Regions from separate parts of the Bombyx mori genome. Here region 1 is linked to region 2. The links are chromatin contacts, called in public Hi-C maps. All regions are on one chromosome and are shown on one strand. The core of a region is the stretch at or near the end of the contact, and the rest is flanking DNA. Distances in the headings are between cores, read along the strand shown.

Evidence for each region. Hi-C and Micro-C count contacts between places; a contact is called where the count stands out from the background.
Region 1: a Hi-C map of whole pupa shows a contact between it and region 2, with 3 times the contacts expected there. The contact joins the promoter of LOC101746009 here to the promoter of LOC101745429 in region 2. A contact is called at or near these places in 4 of 7 Hi-C or Micro-C datasets (middle silk gland, posterior silk gland and whole pupa).

Annotation. Positions count from the first base shown.
Region 1 is chr18:7,741,512-7,747,746 of ASM3026992v2, forward strand. LOC101746009 (mitochondrial tRNA-specific 2-thiouridylase 1) reads right to left here and starts at 2,907. Exons shown (of 5, transcript XM_038017370.2): 1 at 2,760-2,907; 2 at 2,336-2,686; 3 at 2,038-2,264; 4 at 1,446-1,613; 5 at 913-1,234. The coding sequence starts at 2,835. The coding sequence ends at 935.
Region 2 is chr18:7,614,238-7,620,794 of ASM3026992v2, forward strand. LOC101745429 (methylenetetrahydrofolate reductase (NADPH)) reads right to left here and starts at 1,596. Exons shown (of 7, transcript XM_062673676.1): 1 at 1,112-1,596; 2 at 292-457. The coding sequence starts at 309. It overlaps LOC101735332 (N-alpha-acetyltransferase 38, NatC auxiliary subunit), which reads left to right. Exons shown (of 3, transcript XM_062673686.1): 3 at 1,715-1,968. The coding sequence ends at 1,776.

The DNA.
Region 1 (6,235 bases), core at 1,657-4,156, 130 kb after region 2:
GTTTGTAAAATGTGCGAGAGGGACACCACCACTTAATAATCATTCTCTTTTCAGACCGTTTTTCCTTACATCTTTTGCTATTTAAAAATAAGCTTTAAGCCATAGAGATAAAGTATATTTTTAGTTTTTATGTCAAACGAAGTAAGCACTCCAGTTAGAATAGTAACTCTATGGTACCTACCTAGTAGTTCTCTTTTTTCTAACTTGAAAGGCAAAAGTATCTTACCAAACAGCTTAATCTTTTACATGTTCTGTTTTATGAAAAAGAATATGAAGCAAAATGAAATGAAGTTAATTAATTTGAAACATAAATAAATTGACATGAAAAAAAATGAGATGAGATAGGATGAAATATAATCTCCGTAAAATCGTGGTTAGAGATCTCGAGTAGCCACGTCCAGCCGCTTTGTGTCATTTTCCCACATTTGTACACTTTCACAGATACTAACCAGTTATAAACCACCATTAATACACATTTAAACCTGAAGAAACAATAGAAGGGATAGAGAAAATCCGGCAATAAGCTCAGCGGACTGATTCTAAGTTTTGTTCTACGACACTTTCTCGTGAGTTTTGACGAATAGAGAGAGAGACTTGGATGTTGCCATCAACACCATAGTATTCCCTATATTTCTGCTAACTTTTCAGGGGAATTTTTAGTTTCAATTATTTTGACATAATTTGGTAGGTTTCCTACACAAGTTTCAAGATTTCAACATTTAAGTGTTCCAGGATAAAAGAGTTAAGGGTTATTGGAACCCATAGACAATTAAATGCAGATGCCACCACTTCACGTATAAGATAACATCAAAGTCTCAGTTTGATTATAATATTTGTTCCACATATCCAATACAAATTTAGTCCTGAACTTTCAGCTGATAAGTTTTAGAATGTGTACATACAATACATACATTAATTGCTAAGCATTTAATTATTAAAAAACAAAATTGTGACAAATGTTTTTCATTTTGGCACTACCAAGACATTCTCCATCTTTATAGAGTACTGCATATTGTCCTTCAGTAATTGCTCTTAAATTATTTTTTAAGATGATAGTAAGTCCCTCGGAATTTTTCACAGTTTTGCATGGAGCTAAAGGTTTTGTATGCTGGAACCTAAAGTAACAATTAAGCACCCCATTTTCTGTTAATTCAAGAGGTTCTCTCCTAATCCAGTGAGGTGGCATAGTGATGCAAATATTGTTCCACAATGCTGAATGTTTTGTTCCTGCAACCTGTAATTTATAATATATTTTTATTTAATAAACAACAAGTGAAGAGATCAAAAAGAGAGAGATTGATGGACACAATATGATACTCCAGTATCTACAGACCAAAGTCACAATTCAATTTAAGTAATTATGAAAGTTTGAAAATGTGTTCAGGAACAGCTTATAAGATATCCGAATTGCTCTTAAACTCGAGTAAGTATTAAAATTAACAAACCACATAAATGTTATTCGTTGCCAAGTCTTTCTTCAATACAAAATATGCATCTCTACAATTGGGCAGGCAACATCTTTGACCTACTGTCCACTTGTGCAAACCTTCGTGTACACCAACAATCCTTCCAGTATCTATATCTATGAATTGTCCTTTTTTTGTATCAATGTACTGTAATATAAACAACAGAAACAATGAATTATTTTTTACAACATAAACATCACATTATATTGCAAAATTTAATCATTTTGAAAGTTGAATGAGTTTTGGATCCATGTTCATGAACATTATGAGATAGAAATTTCTGCTCTCCTTTTTACTATTACCTACCTCCATACCAGATTAGTCAACGTGCATCAATACAGAAACTACAGTTAATTCATAACCCTTTTTTAAGATTTATTTCTATTACTTTTCCAAGAACCATGACATAACCCTTTTAAAAACATGGATTGCCAGAAGCAGGCAGCTACGTACTTAAGCTATAGAAGTAAAAGCCAAAAAAATATACATTTCTAAATCAGCTCTTGACAGGAAAATATATATTTTTTCAATTATTTTCAAGTCTGTTAAATTATGTAAAAACTAAACTTACTTCTGCAATAAAATCTTGAAACTTTTTTTTACCTATGAAGCATATTCCTGTGCTATCTTTTTTATTCGCTACATTTAGAAGACCTTCCTTTTTAGCAATTTCTCTCACTTCAGTTTTTAATAAATTGGCAAGAGGAAACATACATCTTTTTAAGGAGTATTGTTTTACTTGTGACAGAAAAAAGGTTTGATCTTTGAATTTATCCTTTGGTTGTAATAATTTAACATCTGCAAAGATTAAGAATTGTAATGAAGTATAGTTTACTTCAAATTATTGTAAAATTTAAAAGTTAAACAACCTTCCGTCTTATTGTAGTACTCCAGAAAGGGTCCAAAAGATGTGTTTGCATAATGTCCAGTTGCTATCACATCAATACCTAAATTGTTCCTGCAATGTTGATAAAAACTATCAAATTTTATGTATCTGTTGCATAGAATGTCAGGGTTTGGAGTGAATCCCGTTTGATATTCTTGTAGTAACACAGTGAATACTTCATTCCAGTATTCTTTGATGAAATATACTCGGTGTAACGGAATATTTAGCTTACGACAGACAAACGTAGCGTCTGCAAAATCGTTTTCATCAGAACAATAACCCGCTTCGTAATTGCTGTCCCAGTTTCTCATGAATACGCCTTCCACCTGATACCCTTGAAAAAAATATGCTGATAACAGTTTCGGCCTGTTGTTTATTTTTGTTTAATTTCTTGACAGCTCTCTCACCAGCTCGTTTAAGTAAAAGCGCTGCAACTGCACTATCAACTCCTCCAGAAACTCCCAATGCTACTTTATGGAACATTTTTATTAAGCGACAAAAATTCGAATTTCTCTAATCAAACAGGGAGCAATAACCTTCGCTTCTGTTATCATAGATATATTTTTTGGTACAATTTTCCTTATTAGGAAAGGCAAGGGGATCTAAGCACATACTGCCTTGTCTGTTCTGTATATTTTCTGAAATAAATTTTCAACAAAGCCAAAGACAGCTCTTATATGATTTATATTATATCCTGAAATAAAAATTTCATTTTAATGAAAGCGAAGTCCGAAAAACGAAGCCAAGTCCTTTATAATTTTTTCCTCATATCATAAGATAGTAGTAGCAGTTTTATTTTCCAAATGGAAAGGCAAAGGTATCACACCATACAGGCCTAATCTTTTATATATATTTCTTTTTATGAAATATAATATTATAAAATGAAATGAAGCTGATTAAAATGAAACATGGCATGGCATGGCATGGCATAAAATGAAATTAAATTAAATGAATTGAAATGAGATGAGATATGATATAAATAGACAAAATAAAACAAATCACACAACTTCACTGCTCACGTTCCCGCCAAAATGCCTGATATTTAATACACTAATTTCTCTGCTCCATAGAACTAGTTCTACCCTCCATACATAGAACCTACACTTATTATTTAAAACTCTATTTTTTTATATAGAGGATAGAAGCAAGGAATACCATCCTGACGTAAAAAAAGGCGTCCGCTGAAAGGGAGCCGCTGATTTTTCATTTTATGAATTTGGGTGCCGGAATATGGGAGAAACAATTTTTTTTTATTGTTTGGATGTCTGGACGAGCTTACAGCCCACCTGGTGTTGAGTGATTACTGGAGCCCATACAACGTACTCACCTTAAGATATAAGTTCTACGGTCTCAGTATTAGGGTTACAACGGCTGCCCTACCTTTCAAACCGAAACGCATTATTGCTTCACGACAGAAATAGGCAAGGTGGTGGTACCTACCCGAACGGACTCACAAGAGGTCCTACCATCAGTAATTATGCAAATAATAAATTTTTGGGTTTGATTTTTACTACACGATGTTATTCCTTCACCGTGGAAGTCAACCGTGAACATTTGTTAAGTACGTATACCATTAGAAAAATTGGTACTCGCCTGCGGGATTCGAGCACCGTTGCATCGCTAGATACGAATGCACCCAACGGCGGATCCAGGGCGGGGGAGGATCATAGGGGTCATGACCCCCCTCCCCCCCCGAGCTGGTTTCAGGACTTAGGTGGACCACTAATTGAACATATTTTTTTGATTCATGATTTTATTTATATATTTTGTCATACCTTCAATATTTAATTTATTTAATGTAATCACTTTGTATGATAGCCAAGGTTTGGGAACGAACGAAAATTTGAATTTTACCGCGTCACACTTGCGCGCGCTTTTCGACTACGTAACGTCTAGCTAGACCTAAGAAGACATAAATAAAAAATAAAATAAAAATAAAAAAATAAAAAAGCCTTTTATTTCTTGCTTTTCATACCAAAAAAAATTTACACTATTAATATGCCTGCAAAATCATTCACATTTTTAAATTTATTATCCAATATTTTAAATAAAAACGAAATAATTTTTAATTTAATCTTGATTATGATTTTTTGATTATGTACATGTTATGAGTGATAAGAAGTATTGAATTGTGTTCTTATTTTAAGAAATAATATACATAACATTTGGAATAATTTTTACATTGAAAAGTACTAAATAATGATTTAATTGGTTAAATTAGTCAGGGTTTATTTATGTTAGCAAGAACCCTCTCAATGAAAGGTGAAGGCCTCCTCCAGAGATGACCAGTACTCTCTATTCTCTGCCACTCGCGGCCATTGTACACCTGCTACTTTTATGATGTCATCTGCCCATCGTGTAATTGGTCTACCTCTTTTCCTCTGTCCTAGTGGACCACGCCATGATGTTGTCTTTGCGGTCCAGCGGTTGTCGCTGAGCCTCGCTACATGTCCAGCCCAACGCCATTCCAGCTTTTGTGAATAGCTGAGAGCGTCGATGGCTTTTGTTTTCTGTCTTATAGTCGTATGGCGGATCCTTTGGATTTTCTTAATTTTCAAGATGCTTCTTTCCATGCTCCTTTGACAGGATATAATTTTATTTTTTACTTTTCTGGTAAATTTCCATGTTTGACAGGCGTATGTTAATGAGGGTAGTAGGCAGGTGTTCATGACTTTCGTTTTCATCCGTATGGTCATATCGCTTTTGAGTATTTCTTTGAGACTCCAGAACTTTTTCCATGTGTTGTTGATCCTTCTCTCCACTTCCAATTCATTATTTTGTTGGTTGAATGAAACTTGCTTACCCAGATAAATGTAAGCACCGACATATGCTAAAGAAGAATTTTCAAGATATATCGGTCTTTCGATATGGTTCGTCATGATATTGGTTTTTGTTAGATTGATCTCCAAGCCTACTTTACGACTTTCTTCATGTAGAGTGTTTATCATTATTTGCAGTTGGTTAATACTTTCTGATAGCAGGGCTATGTCGTCGGCAAATCTCAAATGGCTCAAGTAACATCCATTTATATTTATGCCAACTCTTTCCCAGTTTAACTTGCCAATGATGGACTCTAGCACCGCTATGAAGATGGTCGGCGAGAGTGGGTCTCCCTGTCGTACGCCTTTTCTTATTTGTATGGGTGGCCCTGTAGTTTCCAGCTTCACTCTGCTAGTGCTGTTGTCGTAAATATTTTTTAGGACTTTTATGTAATCTAGTGGTACTTGTTGAGAGAGCAGAGTTTCCCATATAGATGAGTGGAGCAGAGAATCAAATGCTTTTTGGTAATCGATAAAGACAATGTAGAGTGGTCTGTTGAACTCTTGGTATTTTTCTATCAGCATTTCTAGCGAGTGTATATACGTGGTCCAGTGTTGAAAAGCCTCTTCTGAAGCCTGCCTGTTCGATGGGTTGGTATTTCTCTGTGCTTTCTTTTATTTTTTTCTCTATTATTGAAGAGAACAGTTTATATAGTGAAGGTAGTAAGCTTATCGGTCTGTAATTACTTATATTATTAGGGTCTCCTTTTTTGTACAGTAAGATGATATCAGACTCTGACCATTGACGAGGTGTATACGAGCTGTTCAGTATCTGATTAAATAGTCGAGTTAGTGGTTTTGCTAGATACGCGCATCCGAGCTTTATGGTTTCGTTGGTGATCCTGTCGGGGCCTGGACTTTTCTCTATTTTTAGTGATTTAATCCCTTTAATCACTTCGGATTCGGAAGTAGAGACGAGAGCAGTCATAGACGAATACGAAGAAGACATAAAAGACGTTAAAGAAAAATTGATTTTGTTATTTAAATATATGTATTTTGTTTGTTTCTATTTTGTTTGTTGGAAACCCTAGTCGTACCACCTATTTACGAACATTATTAAAATA
Region 2 (6,557 bases), core at 346-2,845:
TACATGAAATATAATTTTATAAAAATATATTTGAGTATCTGTAATATTTTATGATTATTTGTTTGAACTACTCTCATACAAACTGTGTACTGTATGTGTTCTTTATGAAAATCTTCACTAAAATGCCAATAACGACTTATGAATTTATGAAACACAAACAAACAATTGCATTGCTGAAGTCCATGGGCGACGGTAACCACTCACCATCAGGTGGGCCGTATGCTCGTCTGCCTACAAGGGCAATAAAAAAAAAAAAAAAAAAAAAAAAAAAAAAAAAAAAAAAAAACAAACCACAAAGTATGATTTCATATTTACTCTGCCTCATTACTTTTGTAATATTCCAACAATTTAACTTGTTATATTTTTAATACCTGTAAAATTTCCACTTTTATTTCTTGTTTGGTTTCATTTGCACACAACAAGATCTCGAGAATTTCATCCATTCTAGTTTTTAAGTCTGAAATTAATAATAAAAAACCCATTTAAAATAAATTGATTCATAAACAATAATTTGTGTATTATCTTACTATACTAACCTATGTTTATAGAATGTCCAGTTTAAAAAACGTATTCTATTAAATGGTTTGGACAATAAAACTGCAATTTCAAATCTATAATAATTTACTACTTAAACTAAAAATATACAACAAAAACATATTTTTTAAACATATTCATTGTGAATCTTTTATGGGTTCATAACCCTCTTTTTGCATTTTTTCTTTAAATACATTGAAATCTCGTTTTCTATCAAAATGCGTAACCCATTGGGTAGGGCAGGACTTTTCAAATATTTTCCTAAAGTTCGTACAAGCTAATGGTTTCTGTGAACTGTCCTTGATATTCTGAGAGTCTAAGCACTCCCAGTATTTATCTCTGGCGTCCCAGCACTTTTTTCTTTGCTCTTTATCAGGAAAGGACATCCTTATCTACGTAAATTGAAATCAAAACCTAAAAGAGAGTAAATTTGTGTAACTTATATGGTTATGCTTAACATAACAGAATCCTTTATTTTAACTTACTTAGACAAAGCTAGCGATAGGTTTCGTATATTCCCAAATATTTATTTAAATGTTTTATATGTTTAAACGAATAAATAAGTAAATATTCTCACTTTAGTGATAGTATAGATATTAGATGTCAGAATTCGGATTTAAAGAATAACCTAAAAACTTAAAACCGTTGTCAACTTGACACAGTCTAGTAATGTCAAATGCCAATTTGACGTCAATGTAGTTTGAACTTCTGAACATCAAAACAGCCTTGTTTCTTATTTCCTACACCTTTAAAAGTGCTAAAATTGTGTTTGTTGACTGCATATTTCGGTCACTTAAACCTATGACTTAAACGGTTTATGTGTTTACTGTGAGAGCGAAGTAACATAAGGGAAGCTAATTACACTGAGACTGGTTAGACGTCGATCCCGATACGTTTTATAAAAGTGTACATGAAGCCAATATAAAGCCTAGCTGAACTACGCTGTAAAATTGCTGCAGTAAAAAAAATAAACGCAAGTAGTTACATACGATTGATCAAAATATTTTTTCTGAGGCAATGCAGAGCGTGTAGTCGTGCCGAAGACAAACAATTTGAACACTTAAGTTATTTTAGGAAAAATAAACATATTACAATATTTTAACTGTTTTATTATAAAAAATTTTTGTCGAGTTTTTAATGCCCCTAGTCATCTTGATAATCTTGATATTTTCATTTATAGATACAGAAGCAGCAATTGTACCATTTGTGGCGTTTAAGAACGCACCTTTTTATGATGCGTAAGCCGGAACGCACGAGAGGTGGGAAAGTCAGGGAAAGAGAAGATAGGCTGTGACACGGGACCTTCTTACCGCCAAAAAAATTTAAAACGTAAATTAATTTATACATAATGTGTTTATTATGTAACTAATATAATATTATATAATAACTTGAATTGTTTATACCGTTACAACAATAAAATTTCTATTGTTTCAACTGTGGTGTTAATTACATAAAACAGGATTTTACGGCGAAATAAAGGGACTCTATTTAGATTCCCTCATTGGTGACCCCAACGTGATTTGAAAATCTTAATAAAATGAGCTATTTTTTATCTATCTTTCCTGGGGTAGTACATTACTTTTTTTATAATTACGGTTTCAAAGCTAACGCTTAAAACGCTTTAACCATGACTTAATAAAACTTTTTAATTTCTATACTAAATTCACACTGCTAATTAATGGGTTTGTTGCTGCATTCAATAGCATAGTTTTTATGGATTTCATTTTAAAGAAATCTCTGAAAAGTTATGAAATTTACGATCACACCTTCTAAATATAAGATGTTGATTATCTAAATTTTCATAAACTTACTTATTATCACTTAGCTGGGTGAAATGGATTTTGGTTTTTATTTTTCCCTGAACTAGTAGGTACCACTTAACTCGTCACCCTGTACCCGTGACTTTGAGTTTCAGGACACCCTTATAAAACCCGAGTGAACAAGCCAACGGCCTGTGTACATATCTATAAGGTTTTTTTTGTCAGATCCCTGGCCCCCGCTCGACGGCGGCGGGCTTGTGCGTCTGTCACGCCCCCTGTCGCCTCCTACGAGATGGTGCACTCGCAGAAGTCGAGCATCGCCTTCCACAACTCGTCGCCGCCGAGCATCGATGCCACAACACTCGGCAACGACAAGTCGTTAAATATCAATAAGGCTGCCCCACTCTTCAAACTGAAACGAATTACTGATATTCAGCGGTGCTCTGTTAAACCCGTGCAAAAGGAGGGCCTATCAGCTGACACTGCTGACAGTCGGAGTCATCGACCTTCGTAATCATTCTGTTAGATTGATGGTTCGCACAGTACGGACATGCTAAAACAATAACGAATAAGTATAATATGTTTTTGTATATATTACAATCGACAAAAATTAAAATTACTGACTACTGTACATTATTGATCATCCTAATTGCTTAATCAAATTACAAACACTTTGCATCTTGTTCATAGTAAAAAAATGGAAATGATTTATATTAATTTGTTCTTTTAAATCTTGAACCATTTTCTTGATTACTTCACTGCAGGGAGCCCCTGATTGCTCTTTACTCTTTATAATATTAACGAAATTATCAGAAACTTTTCCTTTGCACATATTTAGAAATTTTGCTAATTGATCATAGTTTTCGAATAGAAACACTCCTGGTAATATAGGAGCTTTAATACCGCAATTTTCACATTGTTCGATGAATTTCTTTAGAACTTCAGGTTCGAAAAACGCTTGAGTAACGATAAAGTCAGCACCATTTTCCAATTTTTGCTTCAATTGCAATAATTTTTCATCTGAACAATCTGGAAAACCAGCTATGCCTATGCAGAAGTAATCCCCTGTTTTCTCTCGAATGTACTTAATAAGTTCTGTAGTGCTTTTGAAGTCAGATGTGTCAGGGTTGTAATTGTCTGTAACACAAACATAGATATCCAATTTAAAAAAAGATGATTTTCTTCTTTATTGAAATCTTGTGTTTCCGCACCTAATCAACAAATTTTATTGTTTTTCGCCTTTTTGAAAAAAAATCTAATACAGATAATTAAAATTCCGTAAATTTGAAAACAATGATTAAAAATATAACATACCTCCTAATATAACGAACAAATTACAAATGTCTTGTTCTTTTAAAAATATCAAGAGTTGGTCCAAATAGCTCATTCTGAGCATATCACATGTTAAATGCAATAAAACATTTTTTCCTTTACTCTTGAGAAGACGCACAGTTTGAAGTGGATCGATTTCCAGATTTTTACATTGGTGAGCCTTCGCGTGCCATGTTACGGAGAAAAACACAGGGCTCATCTCCAAAGCATTGATTTCATCTTCACATATATTCGGAGTTAACTCGAAAGAGAAAGTGAAACCGGGAATGTTTATTAAGTCGGTTATTTTCTTTCTTTCTGATGACATTTTCTGTACCTTAAAGTTAATAGTATATATGTTATTTAGATATTTAAAACAAATTTTTATCACAAAAAAACTCACCAGTTAAAGTATAGTGTAAAAAGATCAATATGGCGTTCCAAAAAACAGAAAAATTATACTTTGTAACTGTTTAATATAAGTAATGAAAGAGTTAAAATAGTTTCGTTTGGATCTTATTGTACATACAAATTTTACAATTTCAAATAATTACCACATTAATACGACCAATTATACACGACCAAATGCTTTCCGACCTCAGTATCGTAATGATGATAAGCGCAATATTGTCCACATTATGTCATTAATATTAGGTTATCGGATAAAACGAATTATGTTCGCATTCAATAGTAACAAGAACAGTGTGGATTGCTGGTCTAATCATAACTAAAAAAACTAAAAAACGACTGCAACAAATATACATATCTTATTTATTACAAATAAACAGTCCTCTATTTCGATAAGTTAATACTTACTGTCGTCAACGTATTGTTTTATTCTTATTTTGACAAGAACCTATCTGGTCACGAACTTAATGGTCACTGCCATGGACACCAAAAATATTACCACTACAGATACATCACGACTAGGCATTTGAACTTGCATGGATTGTGTATCCTTTATCTAAACATACGTGGTGTCATTTACATTACTTGGAGACTCCGGATAATAGAAATAACTTGAAATCGGTACTCTCTTGCAACATTCACTTTTTTTTTCTTTCTACATATTCTAGTAACCTCGAGGGGCTATACAAGATTCACTGAGCGAGTAGGTGAGCTCACGGGGCTCTAACCTATGGACGTTGCTAACGCTGGCTCTAGCAAGAACAGTGATTCGCAGAATCTACCACCGGATCGGAAACGCGGGCCACTGAGAAGATCCGGCGAGATACTCAATGGGCTGTGTCTGTGGGTTAATTTACTAGCCGAGTCCTTCATTGCAAGCGACGGGTTCAACGAGAACGGTGACCGTTGCTTGAGATATCTAAAAGCACTGTTAATGGATCGGGAGGATTCGAAATGGCGTGTGTAAACATTCACCATAGACATTCAAGTCTACAGAGACACAAATTCCTTTTACAGTTTCAATTATTGAAACATTTAAAAAAGATAATGTTTTTTGTTTTAAGATTGAGGGCTTGTTGGTGTCCCCTAGGCCTTTCCAGTTTCACAAGGACAGGAGGGCGAGCAAGAGCTCAGCCAGGAGGGGCGTGATTTGCTAACAGCTACCCAAACGCCTCCAAGGGAGACCTAACAACTCAAAAATAGCTGCTTCACGAACAAATCTACTACTGGATCGGAATCGTGACCCGCTGAGAAGATCCGGCGAGAAACTCAACGGGCTGATGTTGAGCTAGGTTGCACGTCGAACTCTTTTCCGAGTTCGACGATTACGGTTATCGAGGTCCCTAAGCCTGCTCCTAGTGTTAGAGCTAAAAGCATCTAATGCAAGGGTTATTGGATCTGATGGATCCGTAAGGACGTGAAGATAATGTATCACAACCTTAGCTATGCTTAGTACCTGTTTGCTCAAAATCTTATTTGCTCGTCCCATCAGACCTTTAAATCTTTCATCACAATAGTAAATCACCCAACCTTCAGGGTATGATGTGGATAGCGTATATATTTGTATGTATATATTTGTCATTTGCGGATAAAATACTAATAACAAAACAAAAACAAAACATATAAATGATAAGCAGAATTTAATAAATATAAATCGTGGGAAATAATACCGAATCTCCAACTCATCTATTTATAGCAATCACCATTTCATAATTAAAAGAAATATTCAATTGAAACTCATTCATAATATTTTGATGTATTTCTTTATTCTGACCGTGTAGTGTATTAAGACAATCAGCCATACATTTTTCACAACCCAAATATAAACGGATTACAAAAAATCCCTACAAAGTTAAATAATATAATTAAAAGCTCCAACACGTGTACAACGAGTATAGCAGTTAACTACGTAAAATTTTAGTTATATACTTATTAAAATTTAAGGTACTACAATTTTCTACGCTTTCAACTATGGAGATTTTCACGATAATGTTATCATAATATGATTGCATTGTTTATTCAGTGTAAAAGCTTCCAAACAACTATAGCTAAATCTACATACATATTTTAATTATTAATAATTCTTACGTATTATTGTAACATTTTGGTAAAGCTTTATTTTGACAAATTGTCATCGATTAGGACAATGTATTCAAAGACTTGGTATTTACGTTCGTAGACTTAGGCAAATAAAAAAGTAGGTATTTAGGCCAGACTTAAATATCAGGTTTTCATGTTAAATTCGTTTTTAATTTACGGTAACTTCCAGAAAATCTTAGTAGGCTTTTTGCGCTATGACTACAATTTTGGATAAAATACACATGCTTGAAATACTAGACCATAACCATAGGATTGCGGCATTATGTGCAACGATGCTTAGAGTAATTATTTAGAATGTTCTTTAAATGACAATAGATATTCTAGAAATTAGTAGGCAGCGGCTGGGCTCTGCCCCTGGCATTGCTGAAGTCCATGGGTGTCGGTAACCACTTACCATCAGGTGGGCCGTATATTTGTCTGCCTACAAGGGCAATTCAAAAAAAT